Regions from separate parts of the Capra hircus genome. Here region 2 is linked to region 1. The links are chromatin contacts, called in public Hi-C maps. All regions are on one chromosome and are shown on one strand. Each heading gives the region's core, a stretch centred on a gene start, on an enhancer-like site or on the middle of the called end of the contact. The rest is flanking DNA. Distances are from core to core; before and after follow the strand shown. Region 1 has its middle 130 kb from the start of KRAS. Region 2 holds the start of KRAS (GTPase KRas).

Region 1 (6,210 bases), core at 3,422-5,921:
TTGAAGACAGACTCTTGGTGCTATTAGAAGAGATAATGACTATGAAACACTTGGAACTGAAGTTGGCAGGATCAGTGAGCATAAATTCCATTTCTTTTTCCTTCATCTTTGGGCTCTATCACTTAACCATGTGATACCCAATAAATGTATATTAACTTCCAATCTATAACTTAATACCTTATATTTATAATTATACCTTAACAACAGCCTATATTCCCTTCTCCAAGGGGATCTTGCAGACCCAGGGATTGAACCTGGGTCTCCCAAGCGTCTATACTTATAAAGTACTTTACATTTACATCTTACATGGTATTTCTGCAAATAAACCCCCTTGGTCAACCACAGGACAAATGGTAGCCTACTTTACCAAGAAGGAAGCCAAGAACAGATTCAGAAAAGCTGTACTATTATTGGCCAAGGCCACATGCCGCTGCTGCTAAGTCGCTTCAGTCGTGTCTGACTCTGTGCAACCCCATAGACAGCAGCCCACCAGGTTCTGCCGTCCCTGGAATTCTCCAGGCAAGAATACTGGAGTGGGTTGCCATTTCCTTCTCCAATGCATGAAAGTGAAAAGTGAAAGTGAAGTCACTCAGTCGTGTCCAACTCTTAGTGACCCCGTGGACTGCAGCCTACCAGGCTCCTCCATCCATGGATTTTCCAGGCAAGAGTGGGGTGTCATTGTCTTCTCCGGACCAAGGCCACATAGCCAAGCTCGAATGCAGACCTGACTCCAAAGCCAGCTGCATCTTGTTTTCTTTCAGGCAGGACTATCACAGCCAGTAATGCCTCACAGCCATCCACCTGCTAGCAGAGCTCTGCCCAGATTCAGGGAAGAGCTATGGCTCTTATTCACCTCCAACCTGACTCCTCCCATTTCTTCAAAGACAATCTGAACAAAGTTCCTTTTCTGAAGATGTGTTAGTCACTCAGTCGTGTCCAACTCTCTGTGGCCCCATGGACTGTTAGCCTGCCAGTTTCCTCTGTCCGTGGAGTTCTTCAGGCAAGAATATTGGAGTGGGTTGCCATTCCCTTCTCCAATCACCCCAACCCAGGGACTGAACCAGGGTCTCTTGTATTGCAGGCAGATTCTTTACTGTGTGAGCCACCAGGGAAACCCTGCTGAAGATGGATTCCCCCCAAAAGGATTTTTGGAGACATGTTTATCCATTAAAAGACAGAAAGAAAAAAAAACCCTTCAGACCACTAAGTGAAAGCGAAAGTCGCTGAGTCGTGTCAGACTGTTTGTGACCTCATGGACTATAAAATCCATGGAATTCTCCAGGCCAGAATGCTGGAGTGGGCAGTCTTTTCCTTCTGTAGGTGATGTTCCCAACCCAGGGATTGAACCCAGGTCTCCCACATTGCAGGCAGAGTCTTTATCAGCTGAGCCACAAGGGAAGCCCAAGAATACTGAAGTGGGTAGCCTATCCCTTTTCCAGGGTATCTACCCGACCCAGGAATTGAACCAGGGTCTCCTGCATTGCAAGTGGATTCTTTACCAACTGAGCTATCTGGGAAGCCCACTAATTTCTCTAGTGGTTTCTAAGACCACTAGAGAAACAATAAATGTGAGACAGTTTGCTTACCAATAACAGAGTCAGCCAAAAACATGCCTAGGTTTCATAGTGTTTTTTAGTTTTTTTTTTTTTTTTTTAATAGCTGTAGTGAAGTTGCAGGGCTCTAGGAACCCACTGTAAGTATCTTTCACTTTCATTCTCATGGGGGATAAAGGTTGACAAGGGTGGCAGACACGAAGTATTAAGTGATGACTCCTAAGCTCTATATTAGCAAGTGGAGGGTAAGACAACCCAGATTCACCCAATGCCTGTTATGTCCTGGGAACTCCATATACATAATTTGATCTAATCCTCACAACCCGGGTCAATCACAAAAGTACTTCCTGAGTGTCTTCTGCTTTGTGCCTTACACTGGGCCAGGTACAAGGGAAATAATGATTCTTTCCTTGTCCAATTGCCAGTCTAGGACAGCAGTTTTCAATCTGTCTTCTACCCTTACACTCATGAGAGATACAGCATATCATTGGTCCCATGGGTTCATTGTGTTCTGAAGTTTAGGATACACTCATGGCAGACTGGAAGTGGTGAGGGGTGAATGGGGTTTTGAGATGCAGGCTGATGAAGCACCTTGAATGATTCTGGTGTAGTCCCCTTCTATATGAATAAAGACACAGATTCAGGGAAATGAAAAGACACTCAGTCTACAGAGTTTGGGTGCTATGATGGGAAAGCACAGCTCTTTGAATAAGCTGGAGGAGCACAAACCGTGAAGCTGGGTGGAGTGCAAAGAACTTTCCGGAGGAAGTGACATACACTGAGCAATGAAAGAGTACTAGGAGCTTTCAGTCAGAAACATGGGCATGGGGATAAGATGCTTTGGTATGGTGGTATAATCTGCTAAAGCTCAGAGAAAGGACAAAAGAATTTGGCATCATTAGACAAGCCCCACAAGTTTCCGAATGGCTGAAGGGTGATGTGCAGCAAGGGGAGCAGCCAGAGTCCTAGGTCTTGGCTCAGCCTTGAGTGGCTTTGTGTCAGGTGTCATTCTTAGGGCAGTGGGACCCACTGAAGGGGACTGATGGAGGGGATGTGGCCGCCTGGTAGAGGTGATTTTAGGGGTTGGTAGACAAAAGGCAGCTGATCCAAGGTAGGAGTTGGCCATTATTTGGGAGTATTAGTTAAGAGAAAGGGGAATAAGCCAGGCTTTGGCTTGAATAACTGGGTGGGGATGTGAAAGGGTAGCTCCAGCCTTTCATGGTAGGTGGCTGGGAGATAGATAAGGAGCAGCTCAGTTTGGAACATTTAAGTTGGTGGTGTACAAGTAGAGATGTCCTGAGTACAGGTCTGGAGATCAGAAAGAGACCTGGGCAAGAGAGAAAGACTTCAAATGGCACCAGGGGTCATGCTTTGGGTAAAATTATCCAGGAGAGTGTATTGAGTGAGAGTGTATTGTGGCCTCGGAGGGAACTTTGAGAACCACCAGAATGCATTAGAGTAGAGCAGAGGAGAATGTCAGCAGACGGGTAGCAGGTTGCTTCATTTTACAGATGAGGACGCTGGCTGTCATATTCACAGCGGGTCTAAGGCTTTCCAGCCAAGATGAGATAGAGACAGTCTTCAATCTCCATCAGATTCCTGGCTTTCAAATCACTTGATTCTATTAAAAAAATTGTAATTATATACAGAGATATAACCTTCTTCCCCTTAACTTTTCCTCCTTTGAATTTCCCTTCCCAGACACTAATCACAATCTGCCAGTCTTCTTTCCCTTCCCTGGCTCTCTCTCCCACCTAGACAACCATCATGGGGGGTAAGGCAACCAATGGGAAAAGCAAGGACAGGACTCATCCAACCTTGAATGAGACTACGGACTAATTCTGAACATGGCCCCACTCTTAATTTACAAGGTAACTCACTCAGTTCTTCAGATCTGACATTATCCAATGACCTGAGCTAGGAATGAAGTGATATATAAAGTTTAATCATTAAACGACTTTATAAGACACTGTTGCAAACAGGGAGCAATGAGAAAATTGGCTTAAACAATTTGGGTGTTCAGGAGCAGTTTTTCTTACTCCAGGAGATTAAAAACGCCACCTGAGAGCCACCATGTTTAACCAGAACTAGGTTTATCGTAGTTGACTGACAACAGGGGTGAACGAAGACTCTTGCTTGCCTTCTTGCTGTGAACTGAGGTGAGCCTGGAAGGTGCCCCGATCAAAGCCAGCTCCCTGCCCCCACAGACTGTGCAGGCTTTGGTGTCAGACTGCCTCGTTCCCATCCGCAGAAGGGTACATACTGATTCTCAGAATCTGTTTCCTTATCTGCAAAATGCGGCTCACACTACTCACCCCATCCAGTTATTGTGAGAATTAAATGAGATAGCCTGCCAAAGCAGTCAGGACCCAGCAGGAACAATCATCATTGGCTGCTGTCACCAACCTTTTTGGGGCTAAGCTCGGCTCACCGGTGGAGTGGGCTGGGAGCCCAGGAGAATTGGTTACTGCGGTTACCTTGTGATGACCCTGAGCCAGGAATGAGGGAGCAGGTGAGGTTAGCGCCAAACTCCTCAATGTCTTCCAAGAGACAGAATGTACTAATGGACGCTATTCTCCTGCAGCTTGTCTGTCCTCAAGAGATTTCTAAGAAGCAGTGGCAAGGCCTCAGGAGCTAGGTCCCTGGCAGAGAGCAAGTTTCTGGTGACCACGGCACTCAATATCGAGAAGACAAAACCCCTGATAAGGTGCCGAACTGTCAGGTTCTACACATGGCTGGAACCCTTGGTGACTCCCTGGGAACAACCCCCTCCCCCGCCAATCCCCTTCCACCACCACCTGTTTTCCTCTGATGGACTTCAGCTCGCGCTAAACTAAGGACAGCAGGGGACACTTGGTGCGCTTCCCTGCCCCGCCCCCCCCTCCTGGAATTCAGGACATCCAGCTAAGCGCGGGGCTATCTTTAAAAGGAATTATTCGTGGCTCCTGCATAGCCCGCTGGTGAGGGCAACGTGGGGCGGCCCAGGCCAGGAGTCCCCCGAGTGCCCCCAGAGCCCACCCTCCGCCTGAGAGCCCGTAGCGCCCCGCCCGGGGCAGCACCCCGGGCCCGCAGAACCCCTCCGAGGAGAAACAACCAGCTCTGCAGATGCAGCTCTTGCAGTTTGGGTCTCTTCTCTCCTCTGACGTAATGTCAGTTTCCTGCTTTCGCACTGCAGTGTGCAGCTCGCTGGCCGGTAAGTCTGAGGATCAATGGATTGAACGCCAAGATAATCACCGCCACTATCTTGCAGTTTATTTTCCACGAATACACCCCGCCCCCCAAATTCCACGACTTTTGGCTTTTCAGGCGGTATTGTTCTCCCCTCCCCCCAGGAAGGCCGCCTCTACACACAGCCCAGCACCAGGAAACAGGCGTCGGTTTGTGGCTCAAATGTGGGGTCGGGGCGGGGTCGGTTCAAACCTTCTCTGCACCCCCACCCCCATCCCCACCCCCTGCTTTGAGATGTCAAATCCCTGGCTTTGTTTCCAGCAAAACTATGGTCGGAGCGGCAGCATTTCCTCCCCTTCTCCAGAAACCGAGCTGGGAAGTGGGTAAAAACTATTTACTACGGAACGTGCTAGGACGCTTCTCCACGCCCCACACCCCCACAGGGAAAGGACCGGCAGAGACCGCCCCGCCACCTCACTCGAGCCGGGCCAACTGCAGCTCCGCGGCCGCTGCCACCGCCCAGCCGAGCCTGGGGAGACTCCCAAGGGCTCTTTAAATACGATCTATAAATACTACGGGCGCTAGGCGCGCGCGTCACGGCAGAACCGGCCTCCGATTGGTTGTCGTAACCCCGCTATTTGCATAGCCGGATTGCTCAACCGGGCGGCGACCTCAGCCGAGCGCTCCCCTCCCCCGCAGCGGGCGCGCGGGCCGTTCGGGGCCGGCGGGCGGGGGCCGCTGGGTGGCGGCCGCGCGGCCCGGCGACGAGTGCGAAGTGGCGGTGGCGACGTCCAGAGTGACTTGAACTCCGGAACATTTCGAGTCTTGAGTCATGCGGCGGTCTTCCGGGAGGTCGGCTGCCTCCCAGAAGGATCGATTTTGCGCAGCCGAAGGCCGGCGCCTTTAGATCGGGTCATTTTGCTTTTCAAACACAGAAAGAAAAAGTTTGAAGGGTTTCACCCGAACAGATGCGCTGGGTGGCTCGCGGAGGCACCACGTGAGACCTTGGACACGCAGCCAGAGCCCTGTCCAATGACTTGCGCCTTGGGGTGTTCAAAAAAGGCTTTTTGCATGATCACTAGTCAGACCTCGTTAGTTTGAAAACCAAACCAGGAGTGTTCTGGAAATGAAAGAGGTTTAAAGTTAAGTTTTTTAAAATTTTTTTTAAAAACACCCATTCATCGATAAGAAGCTAGGGGAAAAGATTCTCTTGTAGCAACTAAAAATGTTCAGCTACTTGGCCCTAACCGGAGCTGGTTGCCTCTGGGGAGACGGGTAGTGGCGGAGAGGGTCAGGAGGGTGGGGAAAGACCACGCTTTGGAATCCGGGAAGCAATCCGACGTTGCGGAGAATATTGGCACTCGGGATTCTGTCCAGAAGATGCTATTGATCGCGGGAGATAAATGTAGATAAATGTGCAGATATTGTTTTATATTAGTATTCAGATGTTATGAAAATCGTTTTATCTTCGGGATGTAACCTGAGAATA
Region 2 (6,300 bases), core at 2,933-5,432, 130 kb before region 1:
TTATAATGAGTAGTCAGAGAAAATGATCAGAGAAACCATTTTTTGTACCCAAAGGATGGGCCTGCACAAGTCAATATGCATAATATTAAAATAAGATTTACCTCTATCGTAGGATCATATTCATCCACAAAGTGATTCTGAATTAGCTGTATCGTCAAGGCACTCTTGCCTACGCCACCAGCTCCAACTACCACAAGTTTATATTCAGTCATTTTCAGCAGGCCTTATAATAAAAATAACGAAAATGTGACTAAGTTAGAACATGTGCCGCACATGAGGTTAATGTAACCCAAATGCTCTATCAATACACAAATTCACCTTTATATGGAAAACTATTTTCAAAATACTTCACAAAATTCAAGGAAACACCAGTTGACTACAGATGTGTATTGCAGTGAACTGTAGTTTGTTTACAGACTCCTTCATCAGCATTTGAGAACACTGCATTCAGAGCGCACAGTTCTTTTACCTTCAACTCAGGTTGCTCTATCTAAAGAGCCAGCAGTCTGCTGTTCCGCAGCAGTTAATGGCTCTCGGAGGAGCAAGCCATGACTTCGCTCAGGACAAGTGTTGAGTGCGCTGCTCTATGTCCTGTGGACCCACGGCACAGAACTTGTTGACAGCTACCACCACAGTATTCCTCACTGATGTGGGCCCCTAAGAGTTACAAGTGGATATGCTGAGTGTCTCTGTTGGAGCCGACAGCTATAGAAAACTTTTTAAAAGCATCATCATGGTCGTTCTCCAGGACAGTTAGCAAGAATCAAATTGGGGTGGCAGGAGGACTGTCAAAGCTAGACACTATGCTGGGAAAATAAAAACTGAGACGCCAAACAGATGAGGACAATATCTGGTGACATTGTAATCTGTAAATTATCTGCTGGGGAAAATAATGGTGTAAAAAATAAGAGAACTTTGAGAATTGTGAACTATTCAGCATAGATCATCTGATCATCAATCACAATATATGCTATTACTAGTGCTAAAGCACTTTGCACAGAAAATAGAATTAAATAATATTTAAAGAAAAGCATGCTTTTAATGAGACAATTTCTAAAAGATGTTAGTTATATCACAGTAACCCACATGACTTTTACTCTCTGCTTGTCATATATCAACTCCCAACAGCAGCGATAAATATCAACAACAGGTAAGGTTTAACAGCACCAACACAGACAATATTTTTTTAGTTAGTTTCAAACTCTTTGAAATGAATGTATCTACTTTAACCTCCTTTCCCTCAATAACTAGATTACTACAAATTTAAGTCGTGAACTGGTAGTCAATGTCCAAGAATGTACTACACGGTAAGTAGTTCCAGATTAATGAAAGTGCAGATATACTATACAACATTATACACATGCAGCATGCCATTTACTGAAGACCAAGAATCTTCCCAGTAGGCACCCCACCACCCCACCACATCCTTGCTCTGGCTCTACTTCCTGAACCCATTCCCAAAGAGCAGACAGGCCCAGCAACTGCTGTATCACAGTTCCTCATGGGCCTGCTCTGTGCCACCGAGGCTTGTTTAGGGCCACTGCCAACATGCATTATGTCCTGTTTTGCTCCCTCTTTTCATTCCTAATATTGGCATTAGCAAATGTGATAGGTGAGGATAATCACACCAAAACGTATCCTCTAAGTTCCCTGCCACCCCACCCCTCCAATAAAATCTGGATAGCCTAGAAGAGTAGTTCTTAAAACGTGGTATAGGAACCCACCAGGGTTCCTAAGACTTTTGGAGAGGGTCCAAGAGGTAAAACCTGGTTTGATGATAATGGTATGAGGTGATTTACCCTTCCCACTCTTATTCTTTCATAAGTATATACAGTAGAATTTTCCAGACCTGTGATCACAATACATTGACTATAGAAGCAGCTATGAGGATCCAGCTATCTTCTACGAAGCCATACAATTAGAGAGATTAGTGAAAGTGTGAAACAATGCCACTCTTCTCGCTAACTGCTGCATTTGTTTTGGAAAACAGTTACTTTTCATTAAATATTCTATTTCTGTTACCAAGTAAAGGGCTAATTATTTCTTTTTTAAATGAATTAATATTGTTTAATTCTCCATTCTAATTTCTGTTGTGGCAATACTGACACACTCCACATTGGGATCTTCAGTAATTTTGAAGAGTCCTTATGGCCAGTAAGTGAGCTAGTCTAGAGGAGACTGTGGACAAATACTGGATTAGTGCTTAGCTTGCAGATACACATGTGAATTCTCAACACCACACACTTTCTGGTCTACTTTTTTATGCAGTGGTTATTTCTGAAAAAAATCTTTCACTTGGATTTCAAAAATCAAGTTTCTTTAATCCACTAGAGAGAAATGGGTTGCCATGGAGAATCACAGGCCAAAGGAGTTCTCCGTGTCCAAAGCTACATAAGCTAGTAAGGGGTGGAACTGGGACCAGAACTGAGCATTTCATTCAGGCAAAAAATATTCATTTTTTTGACCATTAAAAAAAATGAATTATCACTTCATCTACTGTCTCTTAAAACCAGGAATGCCTGTGGACGGATACAGTCTAAGGTAAACAGTACTGCTATCAACCATTTTTGACGTCTCTAGTCCACTACACGTTCGAGTCAGCATTTTGGACCTTAGTCACCTAAGAATGACATCACTCATAAGGTTGATTCTGAGATGATGACTATGAACAGAATTTTTTCCCTTTGTAATTTCTTTTGAACAATTTTTTCTTTCATTACAAATGTAACATGTATAGTAAGTAAAAACCAGAAAATGCTTTTTTGTTCTTAACCACTCGTTTTGGTGGATGTCAAGATTTAAGAAGGCCAGTTTAGGACTTCACCTGCACCACTGCACATGCCTCAGAGTATTTCAGGCACTTGGCTGGCAGATTGCTACAATTAACTTCTCTTGTAGGTCGCTTTTGGAAAAAAAAAAAAAAAAAAAAAAAGGCCTGGGAACCGTTTAGGAGTACTGTAATAACTCCTGGGCTGGGGGTCCAATTTGTACGCATAAGGGTAATACAGAAGGCATGGGGGAAAGGAAAACAGGCAAATTAAACTTCACGGGCAATTTTAACTACCGCTGTTCACACTCAACTAGCAGGGAAAGAGCCCTGCTGCTGCCGTTCGGGTTAACTTGACAAAGCAAAACAGACCTTCTGGGATTAACTTTTTCCTTTACACGAAGTCCAGGCTTTACGTTGCAGGGTGTTGGCCACCTGTTCTTTCACCACCATCTCTACCTCCACCACCTCCTTTGTGGCCACAGCAATGTCACAGCCCATACGGGGGGGGAGGGGAGCCGTCAGGAACTCGGCTGCAGATGCATTTTTTCCAAACACAATAACCTCCATCAGTGGTCTCTAAGCACTTTCCCCTGCGCTTCCAAAAGGCGACCTCGCCTCTTACTCATCTATCCGCCCTACACACTGAAAAAGGACCACAAGCCGTCCAGTCTGCGCTTGGGGGAGAAGTTTATACCTTCGTCCCAGAGATGAGAGATGCAGCAGAGAAGGCAGCAACCGAGGCAGCCCAGTACTAGGAAGGGAAGAAGAGGTGCGGGAGCGGAGAGGAGGGTGAGGGAAGGACGGCGAGGGGGAGGGGAGGCCGGAGCGCCGCGGGAGTAACCTCCACCGCACCCGACCGCCCAGAGGGGCGGCCTGCCCGGCCCGCGAGTTTCTCCCCGGCCGCCTCCAGCCGCGGCTCTCGGGAGGAGGAAGGAAGGGGTTCCCCGTCCAGGAAGCAGCCCCAGCGGCGGCCGCCTCCAGCCTCACCCTCCTCAGCCCCGCACCGCCCATTCCTCATTCCCCGCGTCGCCGCGTCTCCCCCTGCAGACCGCCCCCCCAACCGGCCCCGTCCGCCCGGCGGCCCGCCCGCCCAGGCCCCGCACCCGCGCCCCCTTCCCGCCCCTCCAGGGACCCCTAATTCATTCACTCGCCGCCGGCCCCGCCCGGCGCCGGCGAGGAGGGTCGGGACCCCGGCAGGAGCCGCGAGGGGTGGTCCGCTCTGTACCTCTCTCCCGCACCTGGGAGCCGCCGAGCCTCTGGCCCCCGCCGCTGCCTTCAGTGCCTGCGCCGCGCTCGCTCCCAGTCCGAAATGGCGGGGGCCGGGAGTACTGGCCGAACCGCCGCCGCCACCGAAGCCGCCGCCGCCACCGCCGCCGCCGCTGTGCCTCCGCCGCCGCGGCCGCCGCCTAGGAAAATCGAGCTCCGAGCGCACCGATGAGTTCGGGGCCGGGCGGCCGCAGAGGGCAGACCTATCGATGCGCTCGGCGCTCGATTCCTCTCCAGACGGGAGTGCGGCTGAGGGCGATGTGGGAAGAGGGAAGAGCGAGCCTGCTAGCGCCGCCGGGAAGAGGGAGGGGGGGCCGGCCCGGGCCGGGGAGGGGGCGGACCAGGCCGGCGGAGGAGGGGCGGGGGCCGGCGCGGCGGAGGAAGCGGGCGGCTGGGGCCGTGGAGGGTGGGGACGCGCGGCCGGCGTAGTGGCAGAGGGGTTGGCTCTGGGAGGTGCCTCGGCGCGCGCGGATGGGGGCGCAGGCGGATCCACGCGGGGCCCGCCCCCAGGCTCCAGCCGCAGGGCAGGCCAAGAGCCGCAGCCTCGGACCCCGGCCGGCGCGGGCTCGGTACCCCGGCGATGCCGAGGCCAGCGCCGCCCTGCTGTCGGGGCCACACGGGGGAGCTGCGAAAATCCCGCCACCCATGGGGTCGGCCTGCACTTGGGTACATTCATTTACAATCATTTATTGCAAGTGAATAAACATGCAGTCACCCAAAGTAGGAGGCAACTTGGGGGACCTCGGAAGAGACCTGGCCGCCAGTTCCCTGGCCCGGAGCTTTCTGAGCACACCTGGATGATTACCAGTCTCCACAATCGAGGGCTGAGAGCTAGCCCCAAGCCCAGACAAACGCGACAAAATCTTTCACCACTAATTAAGCGGGGGGCGGGGGGGTGGGGGGAGCGGAGGATCTGTTGTTTTCTGTTGTTATTTTTATGTATATTTCGAAGCCATCGCGGGTCACTCAAAACGGCGACCTCAGATATACCTATGGCACCTGACAGTACAAGCAGACGACAGACTATTTTTAAATAGAAGTGCCCTTAATAGTCTAGACTTGAGGAGAATCATTCAAACATTAATTATAAGACAGATTAATCAGTTAACGTTCGGGGAGTTAGCACGTTAAACAATGAAACAATTAAACATAACTCTAGTATGCCCAGAGTCTGCGTTGATAAACTATCTATAAAGGTTTGGGGGAGTATTTTTTAAAAATTGAGGCCTGGCAGACCGGGCGCTTATACCTAGTAGGACCACCCATCTGAGTCTCTGCTCATAGCTCTGTCCTTCTAATCCGCATCATAAAACACCGAATAGTTATTTTAAAGCCCAACTAGTATGTCTGTTAACCTAGGCCTTACACCCGCTGCCCCCTTTTCCTCCTTCCCCTTACGTGGGCTGTACTCTGCCAGGCTGTTTCCTGCCTCTTGTCTCCTGGCACCTGGCACCAGGTGGAAGAGGCAGAAGAGAGGAGACAGGAAACGGGGCAGGGAAAAGAATATGCCTGCCCTAGTTCAGGTAGATACTAAATGCACATATCATCCTTCTTAATCATCACAACAACCTCATGAAGTCAGATGCTTTTCTCTAGTTTACAGAGGAGGAAACAAATTTAGATAGGTTACAAATTGGGTCCAAGTTCACACAGCTGAAAGGAAGTATCTTTCATGTCAGATCATGTTCTGCTCAGAGTGGCTGCCGTCCTGCTTAACATAGAACAAGCATCTTCTCCACATCCTCCATGGCCTTAAATTATTTGACACCCTACTCCCTTTCCTTTCTGAGCTCTTATCCGATATATAATCTGTCTTCCTCACTTCCAAAGATACATGCTGATTCCTAGCTGTTTTTTTGAAAATGCGGGCAGGCTTTTTCAGGGAATTTGCACTTTTGCTGCCTCTTTATCTTGAACACACTGCGTGGTGGCTCAGCTGGTAAAGAATCCGCTTGCAATGCGGGAAATCTGGGTTTGATCCCTGGGTTGGGAAGATCCCCTGGAGAAGGGCATGACAATCCACTCCAGTAGGACAGAGGAGCCTGGAGCTACAATCCATGGGGCCACAAAGAGCCAGACGCGATTGAGCAACTAAGCACAATACAATATATCCAAAAAGCCTTCTTTGACACTTGTAAATCTTTGTTCAAATGTCTTGAATGAATTTCCCAAAAGGTCATCTGGTATTGCATCTCTGTTAAGTATTAGTCGCTCAGTCATGTCCGACTCTTTGGGACCCCATGGACTGTAGCCGAACACATTCC

What was found. A called contact is a pair of places that touch in the nucleus more often than the background predicts.
Region 2: a contact with region 1 is called in a Hi-C map of blood, with 2.3 times the contacts expected there. The contact joins the promoter of KRAS here to the enhancer-like site in region 1. A contact is called at or near these places in 3 of 5 Hi-C or Micro-C datasets (blood and liver).

Annotation. Positions count from the first base shown.
Region 1 is chr5:83,236,447-83,242,656 of ARS1.2, reverse strand. No RefSeq gene overlaps it. Among named protein-coding and RNA genes, the nearest start is that of KRAS, 130 kb to the left of the region's middle. Within about 2 kb of position 4,671, at least 5 of the 5 cell types and tissues checked have an H3K27ac peak or open chromatin away from gene starts, as enhancers often do.
Region 2 is chr5:83,365,925-83,372,224 of ARS1.2, reverse strand. KRAS (GTPase KRas) reads right to left here and starts at 4,182. Exons shown (of 7, transcript XM_018048391.1): 1 at 3,996-4,182; 2 at 102-223. The coding sequence starts at 212.